Regions from separate parts of the Astyanax mexicanus genome. Here region 1 is linked to region 2. A link is a contact called in public Hi-C data. All regions are on one chromosome and are shown on one strand. The core of a region is the stretch at or near the end of the contact, and the rest is flanking DNA. Distances in the headings are between cores, read along the strand shown.

The links. Hi-C and Micro-C count contacts between places; a contact is called where the count stands out from the background.
Region 1: a Hi-C map of muscle shows a contact between it and region 2, with 2.2 times the contacts expected there. The contact joins the promoter of smtna here to the enhancer-like site in region 2. A contact is called at or near these places in 2 of 3 Hi-C or Micro-C datasets (blood and muscle).

The regions. Positions count from the first base shown.
Region 1 is chr20:20,532,566-20,535,265 of AstMex3_surface, reverse strand. smtna (smoothelin a) reads left to right here and starts at 1,414. Exons shown (of 9, transcript XM_022681156.2): 1 at 1,414-1,531.
Region 2 is chr20:20,494,971-20,497,670 of AstMex3_surface, reverse strand. It overlaps LOC103022769 (inositol polyphosphate 5-phosphatase K), which reads left to right. Exons shown (of 13, transcript XM_022681154.2): 8 at 497-606; 9 at 1,377-1,587. Among protein-coding and RNA genes, the nearest start is that of mat2aa, 18 kb to the right of the region's middle. Within about 2 kb of position 1,445, the one cell type or tissue checked has an H3K27ac peak away from gene starts, as active enhancers do.

The DNA.
Region 1 (2,700 bases), core at 165-2,664, 38 kb before region 2:
CTATATGGATGTACAGGGAGCAGCAATACAAGTAAGGGTATAAAGTCAAGTCAAGTCAAGTCATTATCAACCGCTTCATCCATTAAGGGTCGCGGGGGGGTGCTGGAGCCTATCCCAGCCGGCATCGGGCGGAAGGCAGGATACACCCTGGACAGGCCGCCAATCCATCGCAGGGCAGGGTATAAAGTGTAGAGCAGTATAAACAGTAAAATACAGTAGTGAATACAGAAAATATATGCAGCATAGAAATCTGCAGTGGAATAAATACCAAACTACTGTATAAATTAGCATATAGTAATTTGTTGGCAAATATGAATAAAGTGCAATAATAGAATATCTACTAGAGACAGATTATATTTGTCAAGTATCATTTATTATACTGTAATCCTGGATATATGGAGACTTTCGGAGTGCATTATTATTAGTATCATGACATTCTGGATCTTTGACTTCTGTTACAAATCTGATAAAATTCTTGTATTGTTTAATGTCTCAGTTAGGGGTGTGCCATATCATAAAATATACAATAAGAAAATTACATTTTCATTTAAGGTTAATTTTGGCTCCACCCCTTACCTGCCCAACCCAACCCCCACCAGAGCTCCTCCCACCAGATCAGGTGAGAAAAGGCCATTTCAGTCTGCTGGTTAAGAACTTCGGACAGGACACAGCAGGATTAGCCAGCAGACTTCTTCTGAGGGAGGGATCTGTACCTACTGTCCATGGCAAGTCAGCAGATAAGGGAGATAGGTCCGTAAAGTCCTTAAACAGCTCATTCTGAAAGCACACCTTTTTTATATATATATTTCCACAAAAACAGCTAGCTAAACACTTAAGTGTTCAACACAACTAATTTGACAACTATTTTCTACTGATTAATAGTGAATCCAACCAAAATATATTCCTTTTTTATTTTACCAATTAAACATTTCTTTGATTTTATCCAAAATCAGTGTGTAAGACTGGTGAAGGAGAACATGAAAATACCACCAAATATTGATTTCTGAATTATTATTTTGTATTCATTGTTTACTTTGCATTATTTGAGGTCTGAAAGCTCTGCATCTTTTTTGTTATTTCAGCCATTTCTCATTTTCTGCAAATAAATGCTGACAATATTTATATATATATATATATATATATATATATATATATATATATATATATAAATATATATATATATATGTTGACTTGTGTTGTACACACGTATGTATTTTTAAACATATGTAGTTTATACCTAGCACATAATAACTGTACAGTGTGGAGATAAAAAAACAATTTATTGTTTTCTTTGTTTTGAAGAAAATGAGTGTGTTATTACTCTCGCTCTCTTGTCTTTATCTCTTCCTCCTTCTTGCCGGGGGTTCAGGCGGGGAGGGGTTTCTGCAGGGCTCTGATAAACTCCCACAGTAAGGAACTCTGAGAGTTAAAGTTAGAGTTGAGTGTGAGTTTAAGACGAGAGCTTTCACAGCTGGATTCTCCTCGTCTCTCACACACTCTCTCACACTCTCGCGCAGCAGCAGCAGGCCAGGTGAGTGCCTTCATCTCCACTGTTCTTCTGGAGTCAGCTTCAGCAGCTACAGTACCGTTACTTATAGTTAGACTATATCGAATTTTATTGCTGTCACTCGATAACTGCCTTTTATTTTAGAATCATCAACATCGGCCAATGCCTAGATTTGGTCGATATTTTAAGCCGATACTTGCTGATGTATTTATTGTATGGTGGGGATTTGGGGGTAAATTGGGGATGAGTTAGGGATTTGGGGATGAGTTAGGGATGAGTTGGGAGTTGGGGATGAGGTGGGGAGTTGGGAATGAGTTGGGGAGTTTGGGATGAGTTGGGGAGTTGAGGTCTAAGTTGGGGAGTTGGGGGTAAGTTAAGGATTTGGAGGTGAGTTGGGGATGAGTTGGGGGTTTGGGGGTGCATTGAGAAGTTAGGGACGAAAGGGGAGTTGGTGATTGATTGCGGAAGAGTTGGGAATTTGGGATAAGTTGGGGAGTTGGGGATAAATTGGGGGTAAGTTGGGGATTTGGGGGTAAGTTGAGGATTTGGGGTGAGTTGGGTATGAGTTGGGTATTTGGGGATGCTTGAGGAGTTGGAGATGAAGTGGGGATTTGGGGATTGATTGTGGATGAGTTGGGTTTTTGAGGATAAGTTGGGGAGTTGGGGATGAGTTTGGGAGTGATCATCATCCAACATCCTGATCTAACTAATGTTGTACTCTTGTTAAATGCAATCAAATTCCCACAGCAATGCTTAATAATTCTTGAAAGTCTTCTCTGGACAGTACAGACAGTCATCCAACTAATGGCAAAAGTCATGGGACACAGTTCTTTTCCTGTTACTTTAGTATTAGTATATACATATATGGAAATTTGAATAGTTCATTAGCAGAAGAAGGTCAATAAACACTCTTAATAAATTGACACAATTACACAATTGCACACATTTATACAACAACATACATTAAAAATACAAACACACACACACTAACACACACCCCTGCAGCAGCTCTGAGCAGTGTGTGGGCTGTGCGTTATTGAGGGTTAATATGGAACAGTCAGTAATGTGTGGGATAAGACCGATTGTTTGTATTGTATTTAATGTGGGTTATTTGTTTGCTGTGAGATCATCTTTCTCATTATCTGTGACTCATCATCCTCTCAGCGTGTGGTGAGTAACTGCGTGGTTATGAG
Region 2 (2,700 bases), core at 196-2,695:
GGTGAGGTAGTAATATATCTAAATAAATCTAAATAAGTAAAATATTTAATAGCTTTTGTGTATAATATTGTTTGTGTATAATAATTTATACTTCATATTGACCTTTTTATTTCAATAACCATCCCTAAACAGTAAAAAAAAAGGATTTAAAAAGCTGTTACTTTGCCTTCAAGGCTATAGTACTACATGATCGGAATTTATGATACATAATAAACATGATTAACATGCACTTTTAGATATCAAATATTTATAGTCTTTTATAAAGTGTTCTAGTGCAATAAAATGCATTTTGAATGTGTTTATAATGTAGTGTAATAGATATGTGTTAGATTTTTTTTCTATTTTTATGTAGTAATATATACAAATTTTGCACGAATTTTCTCACAATCACTACAACAAGGTTGTATTTAGGATTTGTTCAGTTTATTATGAGATAATGAGCTGTGAACAGTTCTGCACTTTATAAACACTTTCTGTACGTTTTTTTCATCTGCAGCTCAACATGGCGAAGAACAGCGAGTCGATCCTGGATGGATTTTTGGAGGGACCTCTTAATTTCCCTCCAACATACAAGTTTGATGTGGGAACGCACACGTATGACACAAGGTGTGTTTTTGTGTGGTAATGTAATATAAATTCCACTGCTCCACAGCTCAATACTGGGGGTTTATAGCAGCAACATGGCAACACCATAGCAACTAACTGCTACAGTATAGCAACACCTCAGCAACCACCTTAAAATACCTTAGCAATCCACAGTTACAGTATAGCCAAACCTTAGCGACCTCCTTCTTTCTCGCACAGAAATGAACACAACTTCACAGTTCTAGAGTGGAGTGACTGTCTAACTGCCGGCATATTATGGATCACATACCAACATGAAGAATATAAACATTTGAAAAGGAAACATCAGATTGGATCATAAAAAAAGATTACAACCCATCAAACCAAGCTAAACTGCTTGAATTTTTGCACCAGGAGTAAAGGCATAAAGTTATCCAAAAGCAGTGTGCAAGACTAGTGGAGGAAAACATGCCAAGATGCATGAACACTGTGAACTTGTTTTTTTTGCATTATTTAAGGTCTGAAAGCTCTGCATCTTTTTTGTTATTTCAGCCATTTCTCATTTTCTGCAAATAAATGCTCTAAATGACAATATTGTTATTTGGTGACCACAAGATGTTTCTGTCCTGATCTGGCTGTTTTAGAAGTTTAGTTCTCAGGCATGCTGTTCTGGAACAGTACATGCAAACGCATTAAATGATAACCTGGAACAGGGTTTGGCAGGGTTGGAAATCAAATATGAAAAATAAAGACAAAGATTTTAATGGCGTATCCTAATTTTATGTCTTTTTGTCTGTTTTATATCTCTCTAGTGCTAAGAAGCGAAAGCCTGCTTGGACAGACCGTATCCTGTGGCGTCTCCGGAGGACGGGCTCCCCCGTTCCGTCGCACAGTGCCGCACTGCAGCGGGGCCTGACCTCGTGGCTGGGCGGAGCTACGAGGGTGACGCAGCACTATTACCACAGTCACATGGGCTTCACCGTCAGTGACCACAAGCCTGTGTCCGCCTTGTTCTCTCTGCATGTGAGTCCACTGCTCCCTGATAGTCGGACAGAGGAAGTGTGGAAGTGTGTCGCAATGCTCATTGCTATCTCACACCCCGCCAACAGTCTGTCTTCACTCCTTCTGTCATTTAAAAAGCAACGGTGCTTGTGCATACATCTACGCATATATCTGAGTGTGGTGGTCCGGAAATGAGGTGTGTTCAGGTAAATTTCTGGTGTATTGCTATCTTGATAATGGAAAACACAGGAGCTCCACTGACTAAACACAACCTAGACAGACGTCAACAGTCAGATGTTCATCGCTATCTTGGCAAAGAAGGCCACATGCACACATACTACATACACATGTTTATTGTTACATCAACAATAAACAGAATGCTAAATAAAATAACGTTGCAGTTCTCTAAACTGAGCTGCTGGAGCTCCTTCACAGTGTGATTGAGCAGGTCAGTTTTCTCTGCTGAAATGTGTTGGAGATGCACCCTTAAAATGACAATACGCCAAAGTCAGAGCACACCTGTCTCTTAAAAGGAATGATGAGAAAGTGACACTCTGATTGATTTATTTCACATAACATCCAAAACAAACAGACCCATGATTAATTTAGAGAATTAGTACATGCCTTGTGCACATTTTGAGCTGTGCAAGGTATAATAGCAAAGACACACTGACACGTCCTTGTCACATCCTGGTCTCGTCTCGTGTCTCTGTGTGTCTTCCCCACGTGACCTATGCTCCCCTGTGTCTCCCGTCTCAGTACCTTTCCACCACTTGTCTCATTTGTAGCTCCGCCCCTTCCCCAGGTGTTTCCGATTATAGTGCGTTTCCTGTTTCTTTATATAGCCCTCCTCTGCCACTTTGTCTCCGTCGGTCTTTGCACCTTCCTCTGTTGTTTGTCTCTCTCAGTGTTTATTAGCTTTTCTCAGTGTTTCCTTGTTTTCTCATAGCCTTAGTTCCTTGTTTCTTGTTTATTTCTTGTTTTCTCGTTTATAGCTATTTTCCTTGTTTATTTCTAGTTTCTTCCCTTTTATATATTCCCTGTTTATTTATTATCTTTATCTCTTGTTGGCTTAGCTTATGTTCTTTTGTTTCACTGGTTTGTTTTGGTTTTTGGTTATTCGTTTATCTTTGT